Regions from separate parts of the Sus scrofa genome. Here region 2 is linked to region 1. A link is a contact called in public Hi-C data. All regions are on one chromosome and are shown on one strand. The core of a region is the stretch at or near the end of the contact, and the rest is flanking DNA. Distances in the headings are between cores, read along the strand shown. Region 1 overlaps PTGES3 (prostaglandin E synthase 3). Region 2 overlaps SDR9C7 (short-chain dehydrogenase/reductase family 9C member 7).

Region 1 (7,187 bases), core at 1,076-3,575:
CACTTGCCAATTGTTACCATACCACTGACTCCTTGTACCCCTTCCCCTATGGTAACCACCAATCTGTTCTCTGAATCTATGAGTTTTGGTTTTGTTCATTCATCTGTTGTTAAAATTACATTTATCTTTTTACCTTCTGACTTATTTTACTTAGTGTATTATCCTCAAGGTCCATCCATGTTGCTGAAAACGGCCGAATTTCACATACACATTTTTTGGGTGTCACCTGTGGCATGTGCAAGTTCCCAGTGCCAAGGAGCAAACGTGTGCCACAGCAGTGACCAGGGCCACTGCAATGACACTGCAGGATACTTAACCCACTGTGCCACAGGGAACTCCAAAATTTCATTTTTTTTCAATAGAATATACACAACACAGTTCATCCATTTTACCTATCAATGGAACCTATGGTTGTTTGCATATATTGGTTATTGTAAATAATGCTGCAGTCAACAGAGGAATAGCATACATCTTCCCAATTAGTGTTTTTATATTCTTTGGATAAATACCGAGCAGTGCAATAGCTGGATCATTTGGTAGTTCATCTTTGGAGAAAACATTCATACTGTTTTCCATAGTGGCTGCACCGATATACCATCCCAACAATATACAAAGGTTCCCCTTTCTTTACATTCTCTTCAACATGTTGTCATCTTTTATTTGTTTTAGAGCCACCCTCAAGGCATATAGCAGTTCCCAGGCTAGGGGTCAAATCGGGAACTGTAGCTGCTGGCCTAAGCCACAGCCACAGCCACAGCCACTCAGGATCTGAGCCGTGTCAGCAATCTACACCACAGCTCGTGGCAACACTGGATCCTTAACCCAATGAGCAAGGCCAGGGATCCAATCTACGTCCTCATGGATGTTAGATTCATTAACCACTGAGCCACAACAGGAACTCCTTATCTGTCTTTCTGATATTAGCCATTCTAACTGTGAGAGGTTATCTCGTAGAGCTATCAGTTATGAGGTGCTACCTCACTGTGGTTGTGATTTGCATGTCTTTAATAATTACTGATGTTGAACATCTTTCTAAATGCTTGCTGGATAGCTGTATGTCTTGTTTGGGAAAATGTCTATTAAATCCTCTCATTATTCAACTGAGTTGTTGTTATTGAGTTGTATGAATTCTTCATTTACTTTGGATATTATCCGATATGTGATTTGCAAATATATTCTCCCATTCACTAGGTTTGTCTTTCCATTTTGTTGATCGTTTTCTTTCCTGTATCTTTAGTTACTTAAAAATATTAAACTTAAAAAAAAAAAAAAAAGGAACCTACCTTCGCCCTTTCTTTTGTTAACCGTGGCCATGACTGGCCAGATTCTCCTTTTCGTAAACAACATAAAATTGATCTGTCCGTTCTTTTATGCTTGGAATCCTAAAAACAAAAATAAGACACCATGGCTCATGGAATGCCAGATACTTAACCTACTTTGAGGCTTATGGATCAAATCCGCATCATGATGATACTAGTTGAATTCATTTCCACTGTGCCACAATGCAAACGCCTCTCCTACTTTTTTACCCTATACTTTCTCTAAACCCTGAAACACCTCTACACTACTAGAGATTTCAGAGGCTATCCAATTGCAAGGAAATCACCACTTTTCCCTTACCTGCACAGGTTAATAAAACCTTAGAAAAATTAACTCAATATGGTAAAATCGTAAAACATACTTAGATGTGCCTATATTTAAATAAGACAAACCCCAAGAGTACTACCCTTATATCAACTACACCCCAATCTAAAAAAAAGGTAGTTAGAATGGGGAAAATAATGCAAGATATATAATTACACTTAGCCTCTGAACTGTTAAAAAATTCAGTGCTTATCTCTAATAATGAGTATTTAAATTATGTCCATTTCCTCACAGTTTAAACTGGGACTAAAGAGCAAGACTACTTACATTTGGATCAATACAGTGAAAAAGATCAATTTCATTTAAATGTTTAAAATTATCACTTCCTCCAAGACAACTGTACAAAAAAAAAAAAAAAAAAAAAGGAAAAAAAATTAGCCTCTTCAAAAAGATGTATTAGCAGTAACTTCAGCAAACAAAAACAAGCAAACCAAAGTTACTTAAGTTGTGTGAAACTAGCTTCTTTAGTCAATGGTGTAAATAATAATTTACCTGAATGTAAGCTTGGACTTTTCAAAATTTACATTAACATCTTTACTGTCTTCAACACAAAATTCAATGAAGACATAGTCCCTTCGATCGTACCACTTTGCAGAAGCAGGCTGCCTACAAAGAGATAAAATTAGACAAAGGTAAGCTGGAATTCACTAACTGAATGTTTACATAACCCTCACAATTTAGCATGTGAGTAAAGTACTTCTGTGTGCCATCACAGCATTGATTATTTCCAGGCAGTTTATTACAATTTCAAATGTAAACTAGGGAGTTCCCGTTGCGGCCCAGTGGAAATAAATCTGACTGGGAACCACAAGGTTGTGGGTTTGATCCTTGGCTTTGCTCAATGGGGTAAGCTCCGGTGCTGCGGTGAGCTGTGGTGTAGGTCAAAGACCCAGCTCATATCTGTTGTTGCTGTAGCTGTGGTGTAGCCTGGCAGTTGCAGCTCTGATTTGACCTGTAGCCTGGGAGCCTCCATATGCCTTGGGTGCGGCCCTAAAAAGGGGAAAAAAAAAAGTAAACTACATTTTACCCTACATTTGCATTCCAAGCTGAAATTACCAACCCAAAGGAGTAGAAGTTTAAAGTCCCAAAACTGCAGCCAACTTCTAATTGCTCAACAACATTTTTACATGACTGTTAAACTTGACTAGCCATACTCTACTCTGGAACACTGCTATCATATCTGAAGTTAAAAATTAGAGAAGGCAAGAAGATCCTGTTACGGCTCAGCGAGTATGAAGCCTTGAGATGCGAGTTCAGTCCCCCAGCCTCGCTCAGTGGGTTAAGGGTTAAGGATCTGGCATTACCACAAATGCAGCTTGGATCTTGCATTGCTGTGGGTGTAGTGTAGGCCGGCAGCTGCAGCTTTGATTCTACCCCTAGCCTAGGAAGTTTCATATGCTGTGGGTGCAACTATAGAAAAAAGAAAAAGAAATAGAAATGGTAATCTCCAACGTTAACCAGATAATCCCATCCTTAAAAAGCACTACTAACAATAACAAAAAATGGCAATGAACACACCAGGGCCAAAATACTACTTAATTCCAACTAAAAGGAAATACCTATAGAGAAACTGTAGACTCTAGCTCCAAGCTTGGGACAGCTCTCAGTGTAGATGAAGCTATTTATTAGAAACAAGATCAGGAGGCAACAATTAAGAGTCTCGGAGTTCCCATCATGGCTCAGTGGTAACGAATTGGATTAGGAACCATGACGTTGCGGGTTTGATCCCTGGCCTTGCTCAGTGGTTAAGGATCCGGCATTGCTGTGAGCTGTGCTTTAGGTCGCAGACGAGGCTCAGATCTGGTGTTGTGGCTGTGGCGTAGGCTGGCAGCAACAGCTCCAATTAGACCCCTAGCCTGGGAACCTCCATATGTCGCAGGTGCGGCCCTAGAAAAGGCAAAAAGACAAAAAAAATAAAAAAAATAATTAGGAAAAAAGAGTCTCTCTTTCCTTGGCTATTACGATTTGGACAATTTGAAACAATAACTGCAAATTGATCAAAATAGTTGAAACTCTCTGGGTTTCTATTAATTAAAAATGCAGGAGTTCCCGTCGTGGCGCAGTGGTTAACGAATCCGACTAGGAACCATGAGGTTGCGGGTTCGGTCCCTGCCCTTGCTCAGTGGGTTAACGATCCGGCGTTGCCATGAGCTGTGGTGTAGGTTGCAGACGCGGCTCGGATCCCGCGTTGCTGTGCCTCTGGCGTAGGCCGGTGGCTACAGCTCTGATTCAACCCCTAGCCTGGGAACCTCCATATGCCGCGGGAGCAGCCCAAGAAATAGCAACAACAACAACAACAAAAGACAAAAAGACAAAAGACAAAAAAAAATAAAAATAAAAAAAAAAAAAATAAAAATGCATAGGGAGTTCCTGCGGCAGCTCAGGAGGAACAAACCTGAGCAGTATAAATGAGGATGTGGGTTGGATCCCTGGCCTCATTTTGTAGTTTGGGGATCTGGAGCTGCCACAAGCTTTGACACAGGCTGCAGACGAATTTTGGATCCTGCGGCTGTCGCCCACAGCTGCAATTCTGATTCAACCCCTAGAATCTGTGAACCTTTATATGCCACGGGTGAGGCCCTAGAAAGCAAAACACACACACACACACACAAAAGCTCTTTTGTGGTACAGAAATTAAGGCAGCAATGACACCAGCTCCTTAACCCACTGAGCCACTAGAAAATTCCTCATACTTAAAAAAAAAAAAAAAAAAAAAAAGTTACTGGCGTTCCCATCGTGGCTCAGTCGTTAACGAATCCGACTAGGAACCATGAGGTTGTAGGTTTGATCCCTGGCGTTGCTCAGTGGGTTAAGGATCTGGCGTGGCCGTGAGCTGTGGTGTAGGCTGCAGATGCAGCTCGGATCCCCAAGTTGCTGCGGCCGTGGTGTATGCTGGTGGCCACAGCTCCGATTCAGCCCCTAGCCTGGGAACCTCCATACGCCTGAGTGCGGCCCCAGAAGAGATGAAAAAAAAAAAAAAAAAAAAAACCCAAAAAACAAACACAAGAATGTGAGACAGATTATTTGCAGCCTATAAAGCCTAATATTTACTAAGTGACCTCAAACTAATAAAAAACCTAAAAAATATAGGTGTTTCTTCTGTGGAGCAGTGGGTTAAGGATCCAGCATTGCTACAGATGTGGCATAGGTCACAGCTGTGCTGGGATTCAATCCCTGGCCCAGGGAACTTCCACTTGCTGTGCACGAGGCCAAAGAAAACAAAAACTTTCTATTAATAGAAAGTCTGATTTAGCTTTAGCTCCTTAACTATGTTCACTTTATCTCTTGCTTTATACAAACATTTGTAAAAATCCTAACTACTGTTCAGGTCTGTCAATTCATTTTATTTTTTTGGTCACACCTGTGCCACCCAGTGACCCAAGCTGCTGCAGTGACAATGCCAGAGCCTTAACTGGCTGCACCACAAGAGAACTTCTGAATTCATTTGATTTATTTTTTTTTTTTGTCTTTTTGCTTTTCTAGGGCTGCTCCCGTGGCATATGGAAGTTCCCAGGGTAGGGGTCTAATCAGAGCTGTAGCCACCGGCCACAACCACAGCAGATCCGAGCCGTGTCTGCAACCTACACCACAGCTCACAGCAACGCTGGATCCTTAACCCACTGAGCAAGGTCAGGGATCAAACCCGCAACCTCATGGTTCCTAGTCGGATTCCTTAACCACTGAGCCATGATGGGAACTCCCCTGAATTCACTGTAATAGTAACCCACCTACAGATGCAAAAACTTTACCTCTGCATCCATTAGGTGAATAGGACACTACCTAAAGCAAAAAATACCCAAGAAATCCCACTGTGGGACATTGATAGTTCTTCTAATAATTACTTCTAAGCTCAACTTTAGGGTTATGTCTATTCAAGCAACTAAATTTTGTATAACCTAAAATTCTCTTAGTTTGTCTCAAAAAGACAGAATGGAAACCACATTTGCTCCCAAATATTGTGTTTTTATTTTAGGTCCCACTGATGGCACACAGAAATTTCTGCACCAGGCTAGAGACTGAATCCAAGCCACAGCAGCAGCAATACCGGATCTTCTAACCCGCTGTGCTGGGCCAGGGATTGAATCCGTACCTCCTTGACCTGAGCTGCAGTCGTGTTCTTAACCTAATGTACACGGCAGGAACTCCACAAATACCATTTTCAACAAACAGAACTTGGTGGGGTTTATCTTTCATTTGTAGAAAACCAAAAGCACCCCTCACTTTAAAAAAAATGGATGCACCAGTACAATGATCTGAATGCATGCCACCCCTTCCCCCCAAATGCATGCCCTCTAATACTCAATGTGATGGTATTAGAAGGTAGAACCTTTGGAACATACTTAGGTCATGAGAATAGAATCCTCATAAATAATATTTCATTGTAAGAGAGGCTCCAAAAGACCTCTAAAGCCCCTTTCACTGCTATGAGGACACAGCAAGAAGCTATGAATCAGGATGTGGGCCCCTTCACCAGCCTGCAGCAAACAGTGGACAATAAACTGTTGTTGATAAACTACCCTGCAACTATTTTGTTACAGTAACCCAAACAGACTAAAACAACCAGCAAAGCTAAATGGAAAAAATTTGCTAAGTAACATTTCCCAGTTACTGTAATTCTTCTAATAGTTTACTATGTGTAAAGCAGACTGAATTAAAAAACTTTTAGGAGTTCCCATCGTGGCACAGTGGTTAACGAATCCGACTAGGAACCATGAGGTTGCGGGTTCGATCCCTGGCCTTGCTCAGTAGGTTATGGATCTGGTGTTGCTGTGAGCTGTGGTGTAGGTCGCAGACACGGCTCAGATCCCACGTTGCTGTGGCTCTGGTGTAGGCTGGAGCTGTAGCTCTGATTCAACCCCTAGCCTGGGGACCTAGGGAGTGGCCCTAGAAAAGGCAAAAAGAAAAAAAGAAAAGACAAAAAACAAACAAAAACCCCCACAACTTGTATAAACTACTAACACAACTATATCATATGTAATTTGGGGTAAGTTCATAAAACTTAAGATTGAAAACCAAGTTAGGACTAGGTCATAGCCGTCCCTGGCCACAGCAGAAAAGAATTTATTCCGTAACTGGGTAAATAAAAAAATAATAACATTGAGGAATTTCCCTGCGGCTCATCAGGTTAAGGATCCAGCACTGTCACTGCTGTGGCTCTAAGCTACAGCTGAGGCACGGGTTTGATCTTTGGCCCAGGAACTTCTGCACGCTGTGGGTGCAGCGAAAAAACAAAAAACAGGGAGTTCTCATTGTGGCCCAGCAGAAACAAATCCGACTAGTATCCATGAGGATGAGGGGTCAATTCCTAGCCTCACTTAGTGTGTCAGGGACCCACCATTTCCCTGTGGGTTCCCAGACGAGGCTCTGGAAAGGCTGGCAGCTCCAATTTGACCCCTAGCCTGGGAACTTCCATATGCCATGTATGCGGCCCTAAAAACCAAACAAACAAAAAAACACAAAAAACCCCAAACCAAAACCCCAACAACAACAAAAAATTAATTGTATCTATCATTCTTTTGTTGTTGTTGTTGTCTTTTTAGGGC
Region 2 (6,469 bases), core at 1,313-3,812, 220 kb after region 1:
TCTATTTTGGGTATAGCTAAAAATCACTCCAAGATACCTGACCTAGTCCTGGAGTTCACAAGCCAGGGGCCTTTTCTGTTGGCCACAATAACTTACAGGAGTTTGTGTCCAGTGGAGCTGCATGACCACTCCTAAATGTTTCTTCAGTCTGTCTCCATGGCCAAACACTATCCCACATAGACACATACTTCCCACAACCACCAAGGATTTTAACTTCATGCCTTTGTCATCTTTTCACTGTGTTTCGGCAGTTGCCTCCAAGCTGGTCCCAAGTCTCCACCTTCATTCCCACAGCACACAATCAGGTCACTGCAGAGGCTTTTTTTTTTTTCTTCTTCTGTGTTTTGTCTTTTCTAGGGCCACACCCGAGGCACATGGAGGTTCCCAGGAATCCAATCGGAGCTGTAGCTACCGGCCTAGGTCAGAGCCACGCAACGCGGCATCCGAGCTGTGTCTTCAACCTATGCCACAGCTCACGGCAACACTGGATCTTTAACCCACTGAACAAGGCCAGGGATCGAACCCACAACCTCATTGTTCCTAGTCAGATTCGTTAACCACTGAGCCACAACAGGAGTTCCTGCAGAGCCTTTTAAAAGACTCTCCAAAAGCCTTCAGAATGAGAGCCAGGCTTAGTGGAGCCATCGAAGCCTATTATGATCTGACTCAAAAATCTCCTGGCTTCCTCCCCATCCCCCACCCCTTCACTGTTCACTTAAGCCATGCTAGTCATATGTCATGGCTAACGTTTGTTGAGCCCTTCTGTGGCTGAGCTGAGTACATTCTTGTTTAATTCTCCTAACAACCCACAAGAAGGGAATTATTATACTTTATCATGAAGAAAATGAAGTTGAGAGAGTTGTGTAACCTGGTTAGAGGGATCGTTATCATCTACATCCTAAATCCATCTTGCCTTTGAAAACATATAGTGCTGTCAGATCTCCAAACTGCTGCTCATAGTCCTCCCTCTGTGGGAAACACCTGCTATTATTTTCCCTTTTGGTGAACTCCTATTCATTCTTCAAAACTCACTAATGCCCCAGTGGTCATTTCTGTGAAGGCTTTTGTGACAGCAGAGTTAAATCCCTGTACCATTGCTTTGTATGCATGAATGATGGAGCACAACTATGCACGTGGTGTGGTATTTGCTTTCAGATCTCCCCTGCTAGACTCCCAGAGATTTTTGTCTCATCTGTGTATCTTGTATCCAAGTAAACAGCAATAAAACTGAAGTGAAAATTAAAGTATGATTACTTGGAAATATTTTTTGTTACTATAATAAATATATTTATACTTCAATATTCAACACTACTGTAGTTAAGTTACAGAGCATTAAACACTGTAAGAAAGATGGGGGAGTTCCTGTCATGGCACGGTGGACACGAATCCAACTAGGAACCACGAGGTTGCGAGTTTGATCCCTGGCCTCGCTCAGTGGGTTAAGGATCCAGCATTGCCGTGAGCTGTGGTGTAGGTTGCAGATGTGGCTCAGTTCTGGCATTGCTGTGGCTGTGGTGTAGGCCGGCAGCTACAGCTCCAATTAGACCCCTAGCCTGGGATCCTCCATATGTCATGGGTTCGGCCCAAAGACAAAAAGACAAAAAGAAAGAAAGAAAGACGGCCATATTATGATAATTATGTCATAGGCCAGCTCTACATAGCTTTAGAAACAGTTCAGTTATGAAACAGTTTCATAGCATGGAAATAAATCTACAGATAAGGGAACATTAAGGGTTTATGTTTGTCTTTACAACATCACTGTATCAAAGGGCATGAACTGTTCTATTTGAGATTTGGCATATTACCCTTTGTTCAGTGTCCTTCCTGGAAGGATGTATGCCTGTTTGGTTTGCAAAAGACTGAGCTTGGAAGAGGTGAATGGGCAGGCAGTCAAACAAACAAACGAATAAAATACAAATAAAAATAAAGGCCAGGGGAGTTCCCATCGTGGCGAAGTGGTTAACGAATCCGACTAAGAACCATGAGGTGGCAGGTTTGATCCCTGGCCTTGCTCAGTGTGTTAAGGATCCGGCTTTGCCGTGAGCTGTGGTGTAGGTCACAGATGCGGCTCGGATCCCGCGTTGCTGTGGCTCTGGCATAGGCCAGCAGCCACAGCTCCGATTAGACCTCTAGCCTGGGAACCTCCATATGCCGTGGGAGCGGCCCAAGAAATGGAAAAAAGACAAAAAAATAAAAATAAATAAAAATAAAAATAAAGGCCAGGGAGTTCCCATCATGGTTCAGTGGAAACAAATCTGACTAGTATCCATGAAGACTAGAGTTCTATCCCTGGCCTCCCTCAATGGGTTAAGGATCCGGTGTTGCCGTGAGCTATGGTGTAGGTTGCAAATACAACTTGGATTCTGGGTTGCTGCAGCTGTGATGTAGGCTGGAAGCAGTAGCTCTGATTCGACCCCTAGCCTGGGAACTTCCATATGCTGTTGGTGCAGCCCTAAAAAGCAAAAAAATAAATAAATAAAAGCCAAAGCTTGAAGTGACCAGATTGACCTGCTTATACACATGTAGCAATAAAATGAGACAAGGTACACTCTGGTTATGTAACCTTCAAATTGCCACCTGTCATTGAGAAGTCAGGCAGGATGGCAAAAGAAATTCAAGTTACCCTTCATGTATGTACTTTCTGTTCCCTGCATGGGAATAATCAACCAGAGAAGGACTTAAGCCATCTTTCTGTCTTCTACCATTGTAAAGTGTAAAGAACAGCATTTGCATTTTAAAAAATTCATCAAGTATTTAGTGAAAAAGCCTGATACTGTGTAAGATGCTAGAAAGCAAGGGCACAGTTGCTGCCCCATGGGGCTCCCAAGGCAGAGGGAACCACAACCAGTTGCCTGGAAAATTTTTCATCTAAATGTAGTCAAGTGCCTGTCTGAAAAATTTCCCCTGGAATCATGGAGTGGATAATTTCAGGAGAAAATGAAATCAGCCTACGGTATTTTATAAATCCAACCGTTACTATTCATTGGAAGAACAAAATCAGCTTTTCGACAGTGGTTTTTAGAGGAAGTTTGCCTTTCTACATATTCTTTTATGGACCACACTGAAGACTCTATAACTTCTGCTTGCATTGAGCTACCTTACTTAGCAAATGCCTTTGTGAGGTTTTCAGACAATAGCTGAATCTGCTTCACCCTAGCCTCATCATGGCTTCATAAATAATTTGGATCATTCTTTCCACATGACCAAACCTGAGTCAATCAGATCATATTCTCCTGGGCACAGTGATGGGCTCAAGGTTGGGTACACCCTGTGATTCCCTCTGTTCCTGCCATCACTGGCCCACCAAGTCACTGACCCACCTTTTGGGGGAACCATTGGAAAGGACGATCCTAGGAGGCAATGAGAAGGTGTTGCAGCCATGTGACCCCACAGCCTGTGAGACTGAAGCCAAGAGAAAAGCAGCAGAACCAAAAAAAAGAGGGGGTGGTATTTCCTGTTGTGGCTCACCAGGTTACAAACCTGACTAGCATCCATGAGGATGTGAGTTCGATCCCTGGCCCCACTCAGTGGGTTAAGGTTCTGGAGTTGCCATGAGCTGTGGTGTAGGTCGTAGATGCAGGTTGGATCCCATCACATTGCTATGGCTGTGGCGTAGGCTCTGATTCGACCCCTAGCTTGGGAGCTTTCATATGCCACAGGTGCGGCCCTAAAAAGAAAAAAAAAAGAAAGGAAGTTCCCTTTGCCAAAGCCATGGTGTAGGTCACAACTGCAGCACAAGTTCAATTCCTGGCCCAGGAATTTCCACATGCAGCAGATTCAATAGAAAAGAAAGGAAAAGAAACTAGAACCAAGAAATACGGTGATTTGAAATGAAAATAGAGATTTCCTCAACTAGTGAAAGGTTTACTGTGGCTGGACTGTAAAGGGCAAGTGTCAACAGATTGAGTACAGGATAAAGGGCACTCACATAGGTTAATACAGCTGGTGTACTAGCTCTGATTCTAATGATTTATTTAGCATTTGGAATACCCTGCTCTCTGTTCAAATACTTATTACGATTCTTGGTTGTTTTAAGGCCTTTAATAGGCCTGAATAAATCTGTAAGTACTGAAAAAAAAAAAAAGAATAGAGTTAAAGCAGGTCCTAACAACATCATGTATGGACTGGATCAGGCTGTGCCTGAAGTCCGTATCCTTAAATTTTTTTAGTAATAAGTATGAAGAAGTTCCTTTTCTGGGAACTCTCTTATATTGTTGGTGGGAATATAATGCAACCACTATGGGAATCAGTATGGAGTTTTCTCAAAGAACTAAAAATGGAACTATTATACTGTCCAGCAATCCCATTCCTGAACATCTATCCAGAGAAAACCATAATTTGAAAAGATGCATGCACCCCAATGTTCACTGCAGCACTATTAACAACAGCCAAGACATGGAAGCAACCTAAATGTGCACCAACAGAGGAATGGATAAAGAAGATGTGGTACATATATAAAATGGAATATTACTCAACCATAAAAAGGAATGAAATAATGTCATGAATGGACCTGGAGATTATCATACTAAGTGAAGCTAGAAGTGAAAGACAAACATCAGGAGTTCCCACTGTAGCTCAGTGGTTAATGAACCCAACTAGTGTCCATGAGGACATGGGTTCAACCCCTGGCCTCGCTCAGTGGATTAAGGATCCGGCATTGCTTTGAGCTTTGGTGTAGGTTGCAGACGCAGCTCAAATCTGGCACTGCTGTGTCTTTGGTGTAGGGCGGCAGCTACAGCTCCAATTTAACCCCTAGCCAGAGAAACTCCATATGCTGCAGGTGTGGCCCTAAATAGACAAAAAGGACAAAAAAAAAAAAAAAAAGACGAACATCATATATCACTTATATGTGGAATCTTCAAAAAAAAGGATACAAATGAACTTATTTGCAGAATAGAAGCAGACTCTCAGACTTTGAAAAATGTATAGTTACCAAAGGGGACAGGTGGAGGGGGAGGGATGACTGGGGGCTTGGGATTGACATCTGCACACTGAGGTATATGGAATGACTGGTCAATGGGTACCTGCTGTATAGAACTCTACCTAATATACTGTTATAATCTATGTGGGAGAAGAATCTGAAAGAGAATGAACGTGTGTACATGTATAACTGAATCACTTTGCTGTACAGCAGAAATTATTACAACCTTGTAAATCAACTATACTTCAATAAAACTTTTAAAAATGAAAAAAAAAAGAAATTCCTTTTATGCTTAAATAATTTGGGTTGGATTTTCTATCACTTGTAACTAAGAAAGCCCTAACTGATCCTCAGGACTTTTTTCTCCTCACAGAGTTCTAATATGTCCAGAACTAAAAGATTACTTTCTCCAAGGTATACTTCTCCCTGACTCTTCCCTAAATCAGTGAATGAATGATGCCTCCGTCTACCGGCTTTCTCAAATTAAACCTAGTATTCATCCAGGATGACTTCCTCTCTCTCCCAGGACCAGCAGGTCTAATATACACTCGGCATCTATCAACTTCTTTCCATCTCCTCCACTTCTTTCCCGGCCACACTTCAAATGCGGCTAACCTGGAATACTGCGGCAACCAGAGAGCAGTCTTTCCGATCACGAATCAGATCACAGCCTTTATCCTCAGTGTGCTTTCATGCTCTAATTTATCCTCTGTCTCCTCTCTTCCCCCCACACTGCTCCCCATCGTCTTTAAAAATTCCTATAGTTTCCTGCCTCAAGGCCTTCCTGGAAAAATTTTCCTGCCTATCTCCACTTTCCACTTGCCAAAAATGCCTAACTTACTCTTCCCCAAAGTCAATTCAGAGGGCCCTCCCTACGCCATAATCGAAGCTGGGGCTTCACTCCCAACTCCATTCTTCTTTTCATGGCCCTATGTTTCTCTCCATGGTATTATCCACATTTGTCATAAAACGTGAATTTTTATTAAGATCCATTTCCTCCAACTGGACCTCAAGCTACAGGCAGCCATCTGTGTACCTTGCTGCTTTGGCCACTTTCAGCCCCAGCCCTACCCAGTGGCTGGTGTGTGGTAGGCTCTCAATAAAATGTGTATTAAGCGAATAAATGGCTGTCATGGTTTTGGCGGCTTGACTTTTTACTCTGTTGATGTATGAGGTCCAGGAGAGCATTCACTAAAATAAGACCTCCCCCTACAGTTAGATAACGGCCATGAATTTTTTTTTTTTTTTTTTTTTTTTTTTGTCTTTTTGCCTTTTCTTGGGCCGCTCCCGCGGCATATGGAGGTTCCCAGGCCAGGGGTCGAATCGGAGCTGTAGCTGCCGGCCTACGCCAGAGCCACAGCAACGCAGGATCCGAGCCGTGTCTGCAACCTACACCACAGCTCACGGCAACGCCGGATCGTTAGCCTACTGAGCAAGGGCAGGGATCGAACCCGCAACCTCATGGTTCCTAGTCGGATTCGTTAACCACTGTGCCACGACAGGAACTCCCCATGAATTTGATTGAGTGATTAACCTTAGCCCTTCCAG

The links. Hi-C and Micro-C count contacts between places; a contact is called where the count stands out from the background.
Region 2: a Hi-C map of liver shows a contact between it and region 1, with 3 times the contacts expected there. The contact joins two enhancer-like sites. A contact is called at or near these places in 2 of 47 Hi-C or Micro-C datasets (both in liver).

Annotation. Positions count from the first base shown.
Region 1 is chr5:22,007,501-22,014,687 of Sscrofa11.1, forward strand. PTGES3 (prostaglandin E synthase 3) reads right to left here. Exons shown (of 8, transcript XR_002344304.1): 2 at 2,137-2,250; 3 at 1,912-1,981; 4 at 1,284-1,382. Among named protein-coding and RNA genes, the nearest start is that of PTGES3, 12 kb to the right of the region's middle. Within about 2 kb of position 2,326, at least 1 of the 83 cell types and tissues checked has an H3K27ac peak or open chromatin away from gene starts, as enhancers often do. A contact at or near this core is called in liver, where this site is marked.
Region 2 is chr5:22,231,224-22,237,692 of Sscrofa11.1, forward strand. All of the region lies in intron 3 of SDR9C7 (short-chain dehydrogenase/reductase family 9C member 7), which reads right to left. Among named protein-coding and RNA genes, the nearest start is that of SDR9C7, 17 kb to the right of the region's middle. Within about 2 kb of position 2,563, at least 2 of the 83 cell types and tissues checked have an H3K27ac peak or open chromatin away from gene starts, as enhancers often do. A contact at or near this core is called in liver, where this site is marked.